Regions from separate parts of the Gossypium hirsutum genome. Here all the other regions are linked to region 3. A link is a contact called in public Hi-C data. All regions are on one chromosome and are shown on one strand. Each heading gives the region's core, a stretch centred on a gene start, on an enhancer-like site or on the middle of the called end of the contact. The rest is flanking DNA. Distances are from core to core; before and after follow the strand shown.

What was found. A called contact is a pair of places that touch in the nucleus more often than the background predicts.
Region 1: a Hi-C map of leaf shows a contact between it and region 3, with 2.1 times the contacts expected there. The contact joins the promoter of LOC107892298 here to the promoter of LOC107892293 in region 3. A contact is called at or near these places in 12 of 34 Hi-C or Micro-C datasets (callus, hypocotyl, leaf and 1 more).
Region 2: a Hi-C map of leaf shows a contact between it and region 3, with 2.7 times the contacts expected there. The contact joins the promoter of LOC107892286 here to the promoter of LOC107892293 in region 3. A contact is called at or near these places in 2 of 34 Hi-C or Micro-C datasets (both in leaf).

What each region holds. Positions count from the first base shown.
Region 1 is chrD09:7,893,534-7,897,086 of Gossypium_hirsutum_v2.1, reverse strand. It overlaps LOC107892298 (RING-H2 finger protein ATL46), which reads right to left and starts at 1,533. Exons shown (of 3, transcript XM_041101656.1): 1 at 753-1,533; 2 at 112-548. The coding sequence starts at 1,183.
Region 2 is chrD09:8,231,395-8,234,592 of Gossypium_hirsutum_v2.1, reverse strand. It overlaps LOC107892286 (serine/threonine-protein kinase BLUS1), which reads right to left and starts at 1,317. Exons shown (of 21, transcript XM_041101665.1): 1 at 942-1,317; 2 at 1-482. The coding sequence starts at 10.
Region 3 is chrD09:8,023,714-8,026,980 of Gossypium_hirsutum_v2.1, reverse strand. LOC107892293 (peptidyl-prolyl cis-trans isomerase, chloroplastic) reads right to left here and starts at 1,977. Exons shown (of 7, transcript XM_016817327.2): 1 at 1,712-1,977; 2 at 1,151-1,429; 3 at 873-1,072; 4 at 229-464. The coding sequence starts at 1,861.

The DNA.
Region 1 (3,553 bases), core at 284-2,783, 130 kb after region 3:
ATCTAATTAAACAATGGCTAAAACCAGATACTATTAAGAGAAATTACATTCATTTTTCTTGTGTTTTAACCAACCATGGTGGTAGTTCTGTATTAAGAGAAGAAGGCATACCCATTTGTTCATCTGAAGAAGAAGTTGACAATTTTCCTTTCTTAGACCAAAGCCATATCTTAGAAACTGAAAAGCTCTCTCCTTTACTTGCACTGCTAATCTTTTTTCCTTCAACTGATGGCTTAAATCCACATCCATGGCGTTTATCATAAGAGAGGGTGACCCTAAGATCTGAAGCACCAAGCACATACTGATATGAACCCATTGAAAAACACCTTCTTGCATCTAAATTGCTGCTACTTGTTTCACCTAATGATTCCCTTGGTTGACCATCTAGCCTCTTGAATTTGCCTAGTCTCACAGGCAACACCCCTTTGTCAACTACAATTTCTTCTATTTCCATTGTTTTTTGACCATGGAGTCCTTCATCTTCCCTTATCTCATCAAATTCAAACATTGGGTTCTCCATTGAAAACCCAGGAGTGAAAAGTGTGCCCCTACAGAGAGGGCATGTTGAGTTTGACAAAAGCCAAGTGTCAATACAATTGATATGGAAAGCATGGCTGCACATAGGAAGCAATCTAAGCTTATCTTTCTCTGAAAATTCACACAAACAAACAGCACAATCAAAAGGCTCTTTCAAACCAACAATTTCTTTGTAGTGGAAAACAGGTAAAGCATCAATGAAAGCTTGATCTAACCCAGAATCATGGAGGTGAAACAGTTGTTGAAGCTGTCTTTGGAGAGCATCAGAAGTGGAGATTTCAGGGTATCTATTAGATTGTGAAGATGTGGATGAAGGTGGATGTTTTGTAAGGAATCTAACAAGTAGATGTAAAAGACCAGAGATGAAAAACAAGACAGCCAAGATTACTATAATGAAAAGAAGTGCTGGACTGATTCTAGAACCAGATGATGATGATGGTGGTGAAGGACTTGAATCTTTATGAAAACTAGTAGGAGCATAAGGGGGTGGAAGAAGAGGAGATGGGTATTGAAAGTAGCCATCTTTTTGCTTGATTTGATGATAATGGTGAAACCAAGACATCTTCAAATGGTCATGTTCCAAAACCCAACTATTTTCTTTGCTTTCTAACATCCCACAGATCATATATCTGCACTCAAAGACCATAACTTCAAAACCCCAAACCCAAAAAATTTCAGCCTAACAAAAAAAGTTCAAAGCAAAACATTTCCTTTGCACTAACATAAAAAACATTACATTATCAATAAAGGGAAGAAATTTACCAAAGTTTGAGTGTTTGAAACTTACCAAAGGCTGTAGTTTTAGAAAGAAAAAAGCCTTACAATGGGAGAAAGGTATCTAATCTAAGTATTTATCAAAATAAACCAATGTCAAAAAACACTATTGGTATTTGGGTTTTCTTTTCCTTTTCTTCTAGCTTCTGGTGGGAACAATAAAAAAAGAGCCATGAGAGTGGCAGAACATGAGCAATAGGTTCCAAAGTGCAAGGTTAAAGGATGCCAAAAAGAAAAGCTGGATTATTGGTCCTACTTCCCAATATGAGCGCGTGGGGTTCAAAGGGTCAACCATAAGCAGGCAGCTTGATGCTGTCCTTGTCTTGTTTAATGTTTGGGTCTTCTCAGAGGTTGGGCTAACTTGCCTAAAAACTTTTAACTTTTATTAAAAAATCACCTAATAATGTAATTATTCTTTAGGTTAAACTATTTTTTTAGTCACTCGAGTTTATTAGTGTTCTTATTTTGGTTATTCAATTTAAAATTTTTTATTTTAATTATTCTACTATTAAATGCTTTGCCTTTGGTCACTAACAAAATGTTGATGTGGTAATCTTTTTATCGGTATAATAATAAATTTATCCCTTAACACTTTGTACATTTTATCAAATTAGTCCAAATTCTAAAATTCAAAAACATTATAATTTTAAAAACTTAGAAATGAGTTTAAGGTAATTGAAAGTTTTGGGTTTAAACAAAAGAAAGGATGTTTTATTTGTTATCTGAAAACATAAGAATTTTTTTTAAAAAAAAAATCATTGTTATTCAATTAAATATACATTTCAAATTTTAAAGTTAAGAAATATATATATATTATTTTTATGTCTTTTTATAATAAATAATATATCTTTTCAATTATTTATTTTGAATTTTTAGAATTTGGACTAAATTGAAAAAAATGTGTGAATATTGAGAGTTAAATTTATTAATTTTTTTAGAATTAAGACTATATTGACAAAATATTCAAAGTGTTAAGGGCTAAATTTGTTATTATACCAGTTAAAAGATTATCACATCAACATTCTATCTAGTGACTAAAGTCATTTAACCGTAAAATAACTAAAATTTACAACTTATTTAATAGAAGTGACTAAAATTGACAATTTATCTAACTGGAGTGACTAAAATAATCAAATATTTAAATGGGTGGCCAAAATCGGAACACTGGTAAACTTAGATGACTAAATAGGTAGTTTGCCCTTATTTGTAAAGTGAATATCATTAAATTAATGCAATTACACTCAAATTTAATTATCATACTGCTTTCCAAATATACCAATATATTATTTAAGTTTAAAAAAGTTTCTTTTATATAATAATGATATTTTAGTTTTAGAATATATATTTTAATTTTTAAGGAATAATTATATGTTCTTTTACTAATTTAATTTTTTATTAAAAAATAAATTTTCATGTATTTTGATCTTCAAAATAATTAAATAATATTTATTATAAATTAATTACACTAATTTAACTAAATCGCATAGTGTTTGTTATTAACTATTTATACTTCAATTCGATAGTAAGGAGAATATGTTTAATGTTAAAAAGAAAACAATCCGACAAATATAGAATGTTAGAGTAATTAAATAAAATTACATAACATGTTCATTTTTCTTATTAATTTTTTTAACAATTGTCTTGTCAAATACTTTCTTCAACTATTATATTTCATATGATTTGATATTTAAATTTTTTTACTTGTTTGAATTTTTTTCTCAAAATAGTATCGATAATTTTTATAATAATTAGTATTCTTTTTTAATTTAAAACTATATAGTTACATAATTACAATTTATACTATCAAACATAATATAGAAAATTACAACGTAATTACATTTTGTCCCTAAAAGAATTAAAAGTAATAATTTTACTTTCAATCTAATTACTCTATTGGGTCCAAAATCGATTTTCTTTCTCAATATTAAGATTTGTTTTCCTAATTAATTGATGAAAGATATTTATTAATGAAATGAAAATAGAATATTGCGAATTATTTCCATGTTTTCAAAAATAAAATAAAAAAAACATAATTGTCTTGATTTGTATAAAACAGCGATTAAAATTCTTATCAAACACTTGTTTATCAAATCCTATCTCTTCAACCAACTGCATATATTATATATCCATTCATAATCAAAACCCAACATTTATTTGCATAAGTACACTCAGTCTTCATTCAAGCAAAATATTAAAGAAATGCAAGAAACAAGAACATTACAGCCCCCACTTCTTTGAAATG
Region 2 (3,198 bases), core at 68-2,567, 210 kb before region 3:
GTTGCTCCATAGCTTCTTTTCACAGCATACCATTACCACCCACCCTCTTTACTCTTATATGTTCCAATTAACAAAAACAAACTTTCAACTAAAGATTGGACTGTGAATCTAATGCGGAGCTTCTTCCAATTTGGTAGCATATTCTCTTCTTTAGCACACAACAGTTTACAAGTTCATGGACTTCATCAAGGTAATAGGCTTACCCAGTCCGCTCCATTGCATGCAGATCCAGTTAAACCCAATCCTAGTTAACAGCACAGAAGACCTTGCACATCAAACCAAGTACTCTTGCCATTGAACTATCAGCAAAGCCTATGAGAAAAGTGGTTTTCCCCAGATAGCAAATAGAAACCTAAAGAATAGCAAATGTTGTATGGCAAGAAACTAATAGATGCACTCAAAAGCTAACCAAAATTCCGTTTAAACTAACCAAAAAGTTAAAAGGGTGTACGGAAGGCAGTTGGTAGTAGGGTAGTTTTAACCTGTAAAAACCCCAAGAAGAAATGGAATTAATTCTTCTTTACAAACGGACCCTTTTTCCAAAGCCATTAAAACCAATAAGCAAAAATTACCTTCCTATAGAAATTAAAACAATTAGATGATATAGAAGAAAAATTTCTAATAAAAACCATGGAAACTCAACACCCATCCTTGCAACAATTAATTTTAAGAATCAATTCAAATAACTAGTTCTTTGAACAGAAAATTCAGCTTTTGAACAACAGTTCAGATAGCCTAAATTGTAACTGTTAACTATCAAAATAGTATAGCATTCATAAAATCTCTCCAAAGCTTCCACATTTCCTCTACAAAACAACTAATCTAATACTAAAAGCATGCCAAAATTCATCAATTTCAAACAACTAACTAAAAAATTTCAATAAAAACATATGAAGAAAAAAAAAGAGCAAGATAAACTTATTCACAGATTTGATACAAACCTAGGGTTTCAGCAGATTCAAATCAGAGCTGAATCTGAAAACAGAATATAAAATTTGCATTAAACAAATCGAAACCCAACACCACCACCTCAAGTCGATTAAAGACTCGATTTCAATTTTCTCAGATATTTTCTTCTTCCTCGTCTTTCCTCTTCTTCTTCTTCTCAAAGACGTCTCTAACGATGACGATTTGGCGATGATAATTATTGGTTGACAAATATTATAAACTTTAATAAAAAAATAAAAAAAAATATTTTAATTAAAAAAAATCTTCGAGTTTCAGGTCCTTGGATCGAATCTTCCAAGTTTCACAGTTTGCAAAGAAAATAAATAAGTAAAAATATTTTCCTTTTTTGAATTTTTTAAGCTCTTTTTGTTTTTTTTCGCAGACTAAAAATAAAGAGATAAAAATATTATTATTATTATTATTATTATTATTATGAGAGGAGAAGCAAAAGTTCAAATACTATGCCAATTTAAGTGGGACCCGACCCGATTTAGATGAGATTTTGGGGGTTCTCGCTTTAGTAGGTGAAAATATCGTTGTTGGGGCGGGTTCCGTGATTTTATCGGGCCAATTTATCAGATAGGTTATTGCTATCACCTGTTATTCCTCCCTTGGTCAACCCTAGTGTCATCCTCAAAAATGGCTTCAATAATTTTCTTGATTTATACATCATTCGCTTATATTAATACTTCAAAATTTGAGTCCGCTCGAATCGAATTGGATTCAAATAAATAATAATATTACAATCATTAAATTAGAAAAGAGAATAAGTTTTAAACATGAAGATCGAACTTTGAATTTAATGTCAATCAATTTGAGTCCACACAAATTATATCTTAAAGTAGTAATTTGATTGATCACATCGACTTAATTTGAAGATTAGTGTTTGGTATACTTATACCGAAATATATTAGCTCCATACTAAAGTTAAAACAATACTACAATTTTGCATAATTTTATATTGATGATGATGTTTTTTAACTCAATAAACAGGATTAAGAAATCACAATCTATCTCGTTTATTTATCTTTAAATATTAATTAAGAATGTATACAATTTTTTCCCTAATCATGGAATTAAAACAATTATCCCTTATGGCACTTAGATATGGTACTTCAGGACCAATAAATTCTTCATCATTCTCAAATGACGAAATTGATCTTTATTAACATCTAATGATTGTACAACCATCAGGATACTCAATGGGTACGTTTTATCCATGTAAAATTTTTTAAAAATATTTTTTGTATAAGTTGACTGATGGACATGAATTCCAACTTTTAAATGTTCGATCTGTAGGCTAAGAAAAAACTTTATTTTTTCAAGATCTTTCATCTCAATTTCTTTCTTTAAACAATTTACTGCATTTGGAGACTCTTCAGGAGTTCTAATAATATTTATATCATCAACATAAATACAATTATCACAAAATATGATCCAAACCTTTTTATAAAGACACATAGACAAATTGGATTATTTTTATAACCTTCTTTTAACAAATACTCACTAAAACTGTAACCCCTAAACCTGGCCTAGACATTATGGCCGAATCTCAAAGGTCACATTGGTCATGTTGCTGGCGCAAAAAATCTTTTAACTATTTTCTTTTTAATAATCGTTATCATTTTAAAATGCCATTTTGATTTGCTTTAAGAAAAGCCAAGTATTGTCAAAATTGTTTACCTTTAGAAAAACTCAAGTATTGATGGTTTACAAAAAAACATAATTTTTCAAGTAAATGTCGCAGCGAAAAAAATAACAAAACACATTTGTCACTTTGAAAACATATGTTAATATATCTTGTAAAATCTCAATTTAATGAGTAGATAGTGTTGAATTTAAAAAATGAAGTATTGAATTTGAAAATACAATCATTGAGTTGAGTTTGGCGTTCTTATGAAAAATCTTGTTTTACTTATCAATTCCATACATCGTCTTAGGTGATAGTTTAAGAATACAAATCATGCGAAACAATCCAAAAACCAATATTCAAAAGTAAGTCCCAAGCTACAATCCCCAAAAATAAAAACAAATATCAAAATATGAAGTACCAAAATATAATCGTTTTCTTGAAAGTTTTCAAGTGCACTTTCGTAACCTAAGCTCATCTTAACCTCGATTATTATCTGAAAAGTCAAAAACTTAAAGGGGTAAGCTTTTTAAAGCCCAGTGTGGTTACAAATCATATCAACAGAAATTAATACAGAACATCATCAATTTAACAGATCGCATATATACATAAATATACAA
Region 3 (3,267 bases), core at 728-3,227:
CTTAAATTCTACACATATCTTTGAAATGAACTATGATTACTAACAGTAATTAGTGTAGATGTCAACTTGATGTCTATAGTAATGAACAGAAACTATTATCACACTATCGACATTCTATTTCGTTAGTGGTATGACAAATGAAGCACGTGGTAATATAACAATCTTTGAAAATTTCCCTTCCAAAGGCGACCAGCAACATTCGAACGATAAAGGAGAATCAAGAGTTACCTCTCTGAATTTCCATGCCATCATAGAAGTGCCTTTGGACGAGGTCAACAAAATTCCCAGCTGTTACCGGGGCATTATACCCATCGAGAACAATACGGAACACACACTCCTCTAGATTCGGGTTGTCTTTGACTTTGACCTTCATATCCACAGCTGCTCTCCCCTTCAAAAGCGGCATATTCTTATATTCTTCCGGTACTTCATATGGGAAGCCATCTACCATATCTTCTTCAACACTGCAGAAATCCAATTCCCGAGGAAGATCTCAGCTGCAGTCAATGACAAGGTATCTCTATGAGAATAGTTTATTTTGTAAGAGGCATAACTTTTAAGTCCTTACTAACTGGTTCGGTGAAAGTATGACACGGTTTTTAAGGCATTATGACCAGATATCTACAATTAACAAACTAAACAGTTTGTTAGAAGACTAGCTTCGTGTATGATACATTTTTTAAGGAATTATGAATCAAGGCATTTCACGTATCTGCAGCTTAGAAAACTTACCACTACATGGATCATTTTCGGGTTGGTTTCAGAAAACCGATGGAATTTAAAACTTTATATAGTTTTTGAATCAAGAGTCTTTCTTAGTGGATGGATGATCTGAGCAGCAAAAGATTTTTTTAAAGATTTGGGATACTCACTCTCCAATATATTGAAGCAGCTCCTTCTGTTTAGGTGCCACCGCATCTCTATTCCGATCCTCCACGGTCCGTTGTAGTTCCTCCATCCCGACTTCCAGCTTGTCAAGCAATTCTGCTCCACGGTCCTTCTTTGCTTCGGCTAATCCCGAGATAATTAACGTTTTCCCTTGCTTAAGAGCTCGAGATGCTTGCCTCACATTCTAAGATTTTATGAACTATCACCAAAAGCATATAGAAATATTGAACTTGGAGTTGGAATAAAAGCAAGGGAGACTTACTCTCTCGACGGAATCGAGTGCCTTGACACCGGCAATCTTGAGAGACTCGGATATATCTTCAAGTGGTTTTTGCACTTCTCTAACAGCTTTATTGTTAATTGGCAATGCATATCTCAACAAAGCTCCAGGGTCTTTTATTGGAGGCCCAGAGATTAAAACAGATAAATCTGGCAATGGAGGATTAGCTGCATATGCATCAAGTGATGGGATTCCAGTTATTAACTCAGCTGCCAAAATAATGGAGATTGCACATTCCTTCAGGGAAAATGGCCTCCCTTTCTGCTAAAAAAAAACCCAATATTTTATTACATCAATTGCATAAAAACTAAACTTTACCACCCATTTCTGCTAAAAAAGAAAAACAAACAAACTATTTCAGGTCAATTGCATAAAAAACCAATCTTTACTCGGAAAAAAGGAAAGAAATTAACTTCAGTATTCTACTTTATATTGACATTCATCACTCAGATTATTTGATCAAATTCATATAGAAGAAAAAACATGCTAGCTTTTCACTAATGATCAAAAGGTACCATTATAACTCAAGAGAAAAACCCCAACCTGCCCATTCTGAAGCTGACACTGAACATGCTTGTGGGAATTATATTTGGGAGTTGTTAGAAAGGTTGAAGCTTTAGTGGGGAGTGTTGGGTTAATCCATTTAGAGGCAGCTAAAGGATAGTAAGAGTTACAAGAGATAATAGCAACCATGTTAGCACTTATACCATAAATCAAAGATTTCACGGGGAAAAGAAAAGGGGATTTTAGTTGAGATGGAGAAAGAGATAAGATTGTTGGGAAATACAACTTCTTACCAGAAACAGTTATATCTTCTGCAATTAATAATATGGTTAAAAATATGCGTATAGTCCCTATACTTTTCAAAAACTAGGAATTTAGCTCCTATATTTGTATTTCTAGGAATTTAGTCACTTTACTTTTCAGATTTCAAAATTCAAGTCCAACTATTAATACGATTATTTTCTTTCTTTTTTAAAAATTCAGGTTAATTATAATATCTTTTTTAGTTATATGACTACTAAGTGAATAGTCTTTTAATTTCAAAATGTCACAGAAACAAATTAAAAAAAAATTTGTTAGCGATTAGACTTGAATTTTGAAATTTGAAATTTGAAAATTAGAGAGACTAAATTCTAATTTGGTTGCTCATCTTATCCCTTAACCATAAGATATGGGGTTCAATCCCCACCCATTGGAATGAAACACATTTCATGGTTAGTCGTTTATCTCTTTGGAGAGCACCTGCGGCAAGAAAATCAGTCATTAATATCGACAGTGGACACCTTAGTTTCTAGGGATGAGTATTCGATCGAATCAAGTGAAAAAATTTCAAGTTAACGAGTCTTATTTTATCATCTTAATTCGATTTGAATTTTTTTCGAATCAAGTTGAGTAAAATGAAATTCAAGTCAATATCAAATCGAGTGAAATTGTTTAAATTAAAAAATTAAACAGGTCAAATTAAAATCTTGTTACAGTATAATTAATTTCACATTAGTACATAAATTTGAAACCATATATATTTGAAAACTTTTTCAAAACATACTTTGGAACGATAAACTTGGATAATTAATTAACTTATTTTTTAAAAAAAATTTAAAATTTTTCCTTTCTTTATATATTCTTTAAATTTTTTAAAATTTATGTAAATATTTTAAAATTTAAAAAAAATATTTTTTTTTGTAATTTTTGTTGAGAGAAAGACTAGTTTGTTCATTTTCAAAATTAAAAGGAACCAAAGAGGTGTTCACATCGATCTATTATTCGAGTTGTAAAATTCAATTCAACTTGAATTATTTATTTAAGTTGCTCATCAAAAAAAATTGTAATTTTCGAAAAATACAACAATTTGACTACATCTTAAGCTAAAAATAAAAAGGGTGTGTCATCCATAAGAATTTTGGATGTCTCAGTTGAGATGTTCTACACTGAATTTGCCCACCATAATATGTCGATTTTATCAGAACAGCACTGCTTAGTTCAAAGTGTTGTATTTTTTTTAATTTATTTTGAAATTGTTTCTTCATTAAATCATTCCTTCTAGTTTTATTATATAAAGTACAAAATACTAAACACATTTCACATTGAATTAATCC